Regions from separate parts of the Manis pentadactyla genome. Here region 2 is linked to region 1. Evidence: chromatin contacts called from public Hi-C data. All regions are on one chromosome and are shown on one strand. The core of a region is the stretch at or near the end of the contact, and the rest is flanking DNA. Distances in the headings are between cores, read along the strand shown.

Region 1 (4,748 bases), core at 2,023-4,522:
TGATTCTCTGTCTTTGCACTGGGCTGGATGCTCCCTGAGAACATTAACTATGATGGTTCTGTCCATGGTGCTTAGTAAATACTCAATAAAATATTTGTTGAGTGAATTCCTCAAAGACTGTTCTATGCCAGACCTTGCCTCACTTTCTTTTGCCATTTGGTTATATATTTGGCTTCAAGCAGGTGCTTGGGTCAGATCTCTCTCTTATTAAGTCTCCCATCTGCACCTCAGCAAAGAGAGTCACCTGTCATTCTCCAAATGCTCAATACTCTCCCACAGCTCCATGCCTTTGCACATGCTATTCCATCTACCAAGGGTGTCCTTCCCTTGGTGTCCACCTCATATATTCCTAACCAGTCTTCAAAGCTCTCCATCCAGAATATCCTCTCCAGCTCCCCTCTGCCTATCGAGGTTAGGGCTACTCCTCAGGATCCTGGATCCCCTCATGTCATGAGGATTTGCTCACACATTTGTCTTTCTTTCTCAACTAAACATCACAACAGGCAGCCCCCAGGTTGAACCAGTTGACAAGAGGTATTCTACTGAGCCTGCAGTGTTTTAAGTTTAAATGCATCACCAAAATTTGAAGAGTCATGGAACTGCACATAAAAATCCAGATTCCTGCCTCCTCTAGAAAATGCAGTGACCTGCAACACAGGGCCAGCATTCCCACATGGCCACCATCTGCCAGAGCTACCTGGGACTCTGTCACCTTCACCTTATGGCCTACCAACCGGCACGGTGCCTGGCTGAGGGTAGGCACTCACGGAAAGCTTATTAATGAAACGGAACTACACCAGACAATGGAAAAACACATCAGTCCCAAGAGTGAGAGACCTGAGGTTGGTTCTGATTCCAGCTGACTTGTTGCATGACCCTGGGCTCTATGGATCTCATTTTCTTGCCTGTTAAATTGAAATAATGATAGTTTCCAGTCCCCAGAGTCATCGCATCAAACAAGAGAGAGGATGTGAAGGGTTTAGCATGTGCCTGGCATAGAATGCTCAATCAGTGTTAGCTATTACAGCAAGGAACTCAATAAATACATACTGTCCAGGATGGGAGGAAGTGTGAGAGGAGTTAAGGACGCCCAGGTCTCTGTGGGGCCAGGAGGTTGACAGTCACCTGTGCTCAATCCCCAGTTTCACCATTCACTAGCTTTGTGACCATGGGCATTTGACTTAACCTCATTTGGGCTTCAGTTTCCCCATCAAATGGGGAATGACACAAGTGTCACAGGGGTTATTGTGAATACCAAATATGAACACAAATATTAGGCTAATTAATCCTTTGAAGAGCTTAGATGAGGCTGGCACTCAGTCTGTGCATCACATATGCCAGCTCTAGCTCTATAGCTGCTCATGGAAGGGGTCAGACTAGATTTCTCAAGGGTCCTTAAGGCACCAAAACCTTCTGACTGACTTAAGCTCAGTGACTCTGAGTCATGCAGCTGTCATTTGGTCACCAAGAATGTAGAGAAGGCCCTTGGGCTGGTAGAGTGAGCAGGAGAGAATTCACTATGGATTTACCACCTCTCTGGAAAGACCCAAAATGCTCTTACAGTGGTGCTGGCCAAAATCACATGGAGCAGGAGCAACAGAAGGGAGAGAACAGGTGTGGTGCAGAGGACAGCCCCATGAAGGAGGTGCTATTGCCCCCCTGCAGATGGGGAAACCGAGGCACCAGAGGCTAACCGGGATGTATCTCTGTGTCTCGGTTCCACCACGCAGCTTGAGGAGGTTGACTAACTCAAGGGGCTCTTTAAGGGCTTAATGGGGTCACAGTTAACAGGTAAACCTGGAGGGCCAAGCAGGAAGACCAGGCAGAGGCTTTCTGACTCACCGAGGCCTGGGTGTCCAAGACAGACTTGCGTGGTGTCTCCAAAGAAGAAGAGTGGGTGGTGAGAGGGAGAGACAGGTCTTCACCATAATGACAGGAATGATTCCCAAGGAAAGAAAATTCCAGACAACTTACATTGTTTCCTTCTGGATTCAGGACTGACACCTTCCTAGCAGTTTATGGTGTGTGTATATGTGTTCATTGCCTTGCCCCAGACTGGTAGCCACACTAAGACGGCAGAGCAGCTGAGAGAAGTCCCAGGTAACCAGAGGCCCGCGATGGCAAATCCCAGGCACAGGCATCTGCGCTGAGGGGCTGCTCTTTGCTTTCAGCGCCAGCCAGCCAGGGGCCCGGCTGGAGCGAGAGCAAGAGTGCATCTGGCAAACCAATTTGTCCGGAGAAATTTCTTCTCACTCATCCTCCACAGTCACTGCCGAGGACCTGCGATGCCCCAGGCACTTGCATGCTTTCTCCCTGAGACCTCAGGCCGGCGCCATGAGGCGGGTTCTGCTAGTCCAGCTTGAAAGATGAGGTAAGAGGCTGGGCGTGAGGCGACCTGCCAGGTGAGGAAAGATGGCAGTGATTTCCTTCTGGGTTTCCTGACCGCAGAGCAAGAGCGGCTTCGCCGGGAAGTCCAGCTGCGGATGGGGCGTCCCTGGGCGACCGGCAGTGCCCGGGAGGCCCGCTTCCACTCATTATGTGTGGTATGTCACCTGTTCTCGCTTTTTACAAGCGAGGAAATGGGCTGAGGAAAGGCATGCCTTCGTATCTCAGACCCCGAGTCCAACCCCCACTCTTATGGAAGTTTACTTGTTCTCCTTTTTGTTCACAGACATCACTTTAAACACTTTCATACAGGAGATTTGAAAGCACCTAACACCCTTGGGCTTTAAAAATAAGATATCCCTGCAGGATGTGGGACAGGAGACACCGAACAGCAGCGCCCTCAGGAACCTGAAAATTCGAGGAGCGACAAGAACCTCCCCGATAGGTACCTGGTTCGAAACTCTGCTTGGGGAACTGCAGCCTTGCCTACTGCGCAGGCGCCGCGGCCGGCTCCCGCGCGCCCGACCGGCCCCTTGTGGGCGAACTCACTTCCGGAAGAGCAGGCGGGTGCAGCGAGTCCCCATTCCTCCTAAGGATGGTCCAAGCCAGCCTCTGGCCAATCACCGCTCTGGCAACCCGCTGTTAGAGCCTCTTTTCCCTGAACGTCCCAGAGGGACGGGGGCGCGGAGAGAAATGATTGACATATCGTGTATCCATTCGTCAAGCGGGATGAGCCTGAAGAGCAGATACCACTGAGAATTATCTCGCACGGAAGGGCTTTTAGCCCCTCCCCTTCCTCCCATTGGCCTCCTAGAGCCACAGGGGTGGGAGCTTTCTAGCGGCAGCCAATGGAGGGGCAACGATGAGGAGGCGGAGAAAGAGGAGGCGGGGTAGGCGGGCGATGGTTGCAGGTTGAACTCGTTGGGTCCGCTTCTGGGGCGTAGGGTTTCGGGATCAGCCTTCGCGATCCTCTCTGCCAGGGGCTGGACCCGGAACGCGAGCTGCATTGCCTGGCTCGTACCTTCTAGGCTGCCTTCTGAGTCGTTGAGCCAGGCCGCATCTGTCACTTCCCTGCACCCCTGTCCCCACCCTAGCTTCCGATAGCCGTCCCCAGCCCAGCCCGTAGGGTCCAGGTCTCATTGTCCCTGTCCCCGCCGTGGCTGCAGACCCCTTGAGCGTCTGCCCTCCCTGCTTCCTTTCCCAGGCAAAGCCTACCAACGCCTCTAGCAGTCTGTCTTCCCCTCTTCGGTGCGTGGAGGTGGTTGGTTACCATGGTGAAGCTGGCGGCCAAATGCATCTTGGCAGGTGAGTCCGAAATTTACAGCCTCCGGAGTCCAGGGACTTCGTAAGTTATCTAGAGCTTTTGTTCGTGTAAATTGTCTACCCTCGTCCCCTACTCCCTCCGAAAGGCAAATTAATGCAACTACTGTAAATTCCATTAGGCGCGTGGAAGAATTACCTTCCAGAGCTGATTTGTAGCTCCAGCTGATTTCCCCCGCTCCCTGTCATACTCCGGGACCACCTTCACCAGTTTGAGCTGTACTCAAGATGAGTAGGCTCCTTTAAAAAGCAGGCCTAGCACACAAAGTGCTCTAACTAAAGCATGTGCTGTGTCCCAGAATTAGGCATCAGTGACTTTCCTAATCTATTAAGGGGATTTTTTTCCCTGACCCCATACCCCCTGATCACAGATAGGAAACAGTAACATACAGTTATGTACATTAGGTATAGTAATGACCAGAGTTTGCAAAAGGCCCGCGTGTGCTGTCTTTCAGACACACAGTTACTGTGCTGTCCCACACCCAGGAGGATGTAAATGTTGAAGCTCTCAAAGGTAGGAATCTTGTTTTGCTGCCTGATACATCCCAAGCACCCAGAACAGTATCTGGAACCTAGTAGGTACTCAATAACCCTTTGTAGAATGAATTAATATGTGGCATTCACACTCTTTTTATCAGTTTTCACATTTAGAAAAACATTTACCTGAAGTATATAAGCCTGGGGCCACAGAACATGTATGTACTGAGTCCTTACTACATGCTAGGCACATGTATTTCACTTAATCCTCTCACCATAGCACACTGAGGTCAGTGCTGTAGTGTTTTGATCATACTGAGGCACTGAGAGGTGAGGTCTCTCTCCCAAAGTCACCATCTTGTAAAGAAAGGTCATAGGTAGGATTTAAACTGCAGATCTTCCCAATTCCAAAACTCTTTAACTCGTGTTACTGTTGAAACCTATGGGCTCTACAGGGTTCCCTGACCAGCTCAAGAAAGAGACAGTGAGAAATTATATAGAGGAAAAAGAGATTTCTTTTTTTGAATCCTCTCTTCCAGACTGAAATAGATACTTTAAATGGCTTT
Region 2 (4,933 bases), core at 1,034-3,533, 190 kb after region 1:
GGTAGCACATGCTCTGATATAAAGTAAAGGAAGGTCATTCCAGCTGTTTGTGGAGAATGCACAATGGCATAAACAGAAAGAGGCAGCAGGGGCATCAGTTGGGAAGAAGGATGAAGGCAAGACCTCCCACTCAAGCCCAGGGACCCACTACTGAGAATGAGACAGGGCACTCCAAACCCTCCATCTGGGCTGGGCAGGGGGGTCCAGACCAAATGTGGGAAAAATGATTAAACTCTGACATGAAAGAAAGACTGCAGCAGATGGCCTGGGGACTCACAGCAAAAAAAAAAAAAAGACATGGTTCAAGCAATTCAGCAAAAATATACCTCCCCTTGTATTGTAGAGCATATTAGAATCAATACTGATCTTAATTACACTAAAATTAATGGGGTGCTTATCTATCTTCCCAATGTACTAAATTCATTCTTTTTCTCATGTAATTCACAAAACTATCCATTCAACAATTCAACAAAAATGTATTAGCAGGCACTGTTCTAGGAAAGTCAGACAAAGCCCCTACTTTCATGGAGCTTACACTCTACAGGCAGAGGCAGAGCCTAAACAGGGAAACAAAAAATATTTCAGAGTGTGATGAGAACTATGAAGAAAACAAATCAGAGAAGAGGGCAAGGAGGGCTGGAGGGAGGAGACAGTTTTAGGAATGGTGTTCAGAGAAGATCTTGGTGAGGTAACTCCTGAGCAGAGACATGGACAATGGGACTAAGCCAGCCAGGGGTAAATCCCTGGGGAAAAGGATGCCAGGCAGAAAGAACAGAAAGTGCAGAGACCCTGCTGAAATGGAAATGAGGTTGATGTATTAGAGAGAGAAAAAGAGACCATGGCAGCTAGAGCAAAGCAAGTATAGAATGGCAGGATATAAAGGTGAAATGTAACTAGGGACCAGACAGGACATGGAAAGACATTCATATTTCACTCTAATCACATGAGAAGCTGCTAGAAGATGTGAACAGATTGGTTTGATGGCCATACAGAGATGGAATCCTTGAGGAACAAGAGTGGAAACTTGGGAGTCCAAACATGAGGCTAGAGATGGTGGAGAAATGTGGTAGCATTCAACATGTATTTTCTAAGTAGAATAAAGAGGACTTAGTGGGAGGAAAGGGCAAATAACTACCAACGGTTAACTACAAGGTTTTGCGCTGAGCACCATTCACCAGGTACCACTAACAAAAACTAGGAAAGATGGAAAATGAGTAGACTGGGAAAGAATTTATGGAAACAGATGCTATTAACATTTTCATTTCACAGATGAGTAAGCAGCTTTAGAGAAATCAAATAACCTGTCCAAGTCCACCCAACTGGTAAGTGAAATTACTAAGTATTTTGACATACATTTACTTTTACTTTCACAGCACCCAATTATTATCTTATTATCTCCAATATACAGATATGGGAACTAAGGCCCCAAGATGTGTGGGCTACACAGCTAGAAGTGGGAGAGCCAAGAGTAGGTATCAGGTGTAAGAGCAGGTACATTTTCTAATAAAGGAGACACACTGGGAGACTGATAAGGAAACCTAGGAGACCAAGTAGAAAAATACCTTGAGTTTGAATGAAATGCCTTCAGCGTCTTTCAACGTTTTGCCATCCCCCAGTAAAAATTCTCAAACTCCGCGAGTGAAGAGCTGCGTTAAGAACAGCACTGTTGCCCATTGTTGCCACTTCGGAATCAGGTGCTAATTAAAATGCAGATTCCTGGGCTCCAGCTTAAACATACTTGAGTAACAATCTAAGTGAAACCGGAATCTGCATTTTTCACATAAGCGCTCCAGAAATCTTCGTCGCACAACAGAGCTTGAAAAATGTGTAAATATGGTTTGAATTCCGGCGGCAACCCCCCTAAACTACTCAGGTCACTACACCTCTGGGCCTCAAATTCCGATATTGTAGAAGAAAGGCGGGGTAACAATAAACTCTGCCACGGACTCTCAGCTCCCGCTGGGCTGTGGGAATCGAACCACACGAAAGGCTAGAGGGCAGGGGCCCCGGGTCATCGTGCGCTACAGAGGGGCCGAAGCGTCCCGTGAAGCACTGTGGGACACAAGACTATCAGCCGCTCCGCGCCTCAAATTTGGATTACGCGGGCGCCCTTTCGGGACGTCGCCGGATGCGACCGTGACGTAACTGTAAATACCTCTACTGTCTTGGCGCCTCAGAGACTACTGAGGACACCACGCCAAGAGCGGTGACGAATTTCCGGATGTGTCTTCGCTTTACGACTCGCGCGTTCTGCCGCCGAACCCGGAGGAAGCTGGCGAGCAGTTTACGACAGCGCCGTCGTGTTTACGGCTTCGGCGCGCGCGCCTTTCCTCCTTTTCCCCGTAGCTGAGAGAGCCGCGGTCTGCGCGGTCGTCGGCCGGGTCCATCTGTCGCCATCGCGGCTGGCCGAGGCCGTGGCAGGTAAGTAAAGTGTTCCGCATGGTTCCGCGGACCTCCGGAGCCGGCGTCGGCTTGGCGCGGCCTTCGGGGCCTCCCGGAAGAGACCCAGTACGTCCCCTCCGGCCGCCGCTGTCTCTTCGCTGGGAGGGTCAAGAAGCCGCCTTTGGGCGCCCCAGGTCCGGCACACTGCCTATGCGCGGCACGGCCCTGTTGGGTGGGCCAAGGGCTGGTCGACTTTAATAATACCATTTAACCACCTGGGTTTCAGGGTTTCTAAAGTGACCGAAGGTTCCCTTGAGTTTCTGTGAGTGAGGTATTAGGGGCGCTAAACTGAGAGGTGTTCGGCCCTGCTCGGATGATTTCGATCGGTCCAGAGGTTTCCTTCACTTTTCTGTGAAGCAGAAGGCGTGGATGGAGTGGATTTGATCTGTGATCGGAAACCCTCTCCCCCAGGGGCTTGATGGCGTACGATCTGTTAGGCCCCGATAATCTACACGGTACCGGGGCGGGCCAGCCCTTCTGCCTGCTCTGTTGGTTCCGCCCATCCTGCCCCTGTTGCTCGTAGAGCTGTCACTCCAGTTTAACTGAATGGCTGTTGCACCTACTCTTCCATTCTCACTCTTATTTTGCATACATTGAAGCCTAGGGACTTCCTCCTAACCCCTGGAGAAATGCTTGTCAAGCCTTTGGTCTCATTCCTTCTTGAGCTCTGACAAAACACTAGATTTTTTAACAGCGTGTCTTGAAATGTTGTTGTTATTAGGGGTGGTCTAAAACCCCAGTTCTCAATAACCGAAGAATGCTGGACAAATCTGGAAATCAAATCTATTTTGAAAAAAAATGCTTGATTTCGTTGAGCTCCAAATTTTTATCACTAGAATGGGTGTATGGGGGAGTTAGTGGTGTTAACTCATCTAGCATGGTGTTGCACACATAGTAAGACCTCCGTAAGTACTTAACGTGAATTGTTTTGAGACTGCCACCCTTCCTTCAGTCCTCCTGCTGTCGTATAGCTTAAGTTTAAAGCTTGAGGATGAAGCCTCAGGTTCATTCCCTGTTGCTGTCACCAGTGTCACCTCTGTAAGAAACCTTAGTCTCCCCATCGTGGGGCACTGAGAAGAGTTACCAAGTTCAATTCATACCTGTGCTTTTTCATTGCTCTCCTGCCTCCAGAAATACTGATGTAATGAGTTTTCCTCTGGGAACTCATCTTCTTCTGAAGATTACAGTGAATAAAAGTGTAGAGATTTTTGATAGGAATAGTCAGGCAGGTAGCTCTGGAGCTCCTGGTGTTGGCTCTCCTGAGAGAAGTAGATAGCATTATGCAGTGTGTGGACTCTGGAGCCAGGCTGCCTGCGTTCAAATTTTTCATCAACTAGCATTGCAAGTATGAGCAATTTCCTAACTTCTCTGTCCCTCAGTTTTCTTACCTGAAATAATACTGACCCCTATCTTAGGAGTGTTGGGAGGGTTTTTTGAATTTATGCATGACAAGCTCTAAGAAAAATGCCTGGTACTCATAATTATGAATATTTGACGTGTGGCCACTTACGACCTATGGTTTATAGCGACCTCAGGTGTCTGGCAAGCTTTTGCTTGATTCTGTATCTACTTGCTCTATGTAAGGATTTGCACTGATGACAGAAAACTGGAATAATTGGAAAAGGAGGTCAAATTTCAGGATATACTTAGGGACTCTTTACTCAGCATTCTGTATGTGAATGTATTTCCAAAGACTGAATAGCAATTGTGTGGCAATTTACAGTGAATATTTTCATATGTGTAACTGCTAAGTCTTTCACAATGATCTTACGATATAAATAAAACAGGGATCTTATTTCACAGATGAAAAGACTGAGGTTTAGGGAAGCTAAGTATTGTATGCCATGGTGAAGGTATTTTTGAGATTATTACTTGTGAAAAAGAGTTACTACATTTCATCAAATCTGAGACACCACTGAATTTAAGAAGCACCATTACTTTATATAACAAAGAAAAAATTCCTATTAAGATATGACACCCCAATCAAGCATAAGATACAGCTTCATTTCAAAGATATTATATAAACTGAAAAAAAGTAGGTGTCATATGATACAGTGAAACACAGTCAACTTTTTTATCAGTCTTCTGGGCTTAAATATTCACAATATTACCTACAAGAAAACATTAAGTTGGTAGTAGCTCAATAGTCGAGGTTCCATTTTGTGTGTTGCTTTTTAAATTTTGCCGTTTGTGTTTTAGCTTGCCTTGGGGAGGCTTTTTGTACTTTCTTCAGAAAGCTACTCACATTATTTGTATTTTTAAGGTTTTAGAAGATGGCAAAATTCATGACACCCGTGATCCAGGACAACCCCTCTGGCTGGGGTCCCTGTGCGGTTCCTGAGCAGTTTCGGGATATGCCCTACCAGCCATTCAGCAAAGGAGATCGACTAGGAAAGGTACTTGCCTATCAGCAAGCATCTGAATCTTTTAAGCTGTGGCTGCTACTCTCTACAAGTTCACTTCAGTTTTATTCTCTGAAAAGCGTAATTCC

Evidence for each region. Hi-C and Micro-C count contacts between places; a contact is called where the count stands out from the background.
Region 2: a contact with region 1 is called in a Hi-C map of skin fibroblasts, with 4 times the contacts expected there. The contact joins the promoter of EIF3D here to the promoter of IFT27 in region 1. A contact is called at or near these places in 2 of 3 Hi-C or Micro-C datasets (fibroblasts and skin fibroblasts).

What each region holds. Positions count from the first base shown.
Region 1 is chr10:10,813,650-10,818,397 of mManPen7.hap1, forward strand. IFT27 (intraflagellar transport 27) reads left to right here and starts at 3,273. Exons shown (of 7, transcript XM_036891027.2): 1 at 3,273-3,690. The coding sequence starts at 3,657.
Region 2 is chr10:11,003,306-11,008,238 of mManPen7.hap1, forward strand. It overlaps EIF3D (eukaryotic translation initiation factor 3 subunit D), which reads left to right and starts at 2,284. Exons shown (of 15, transcript XM_036891023.2): 1 at 2,284-2,421; 2 at 4,706-4,838. The coding sequence starts at 4,716. LOC118915338 (a long non-coding RNA gene) reads right to left here and starts at 2,266. Exons shown (of 4, transcript XR_005026039.2): 1 at 2,156-2,266.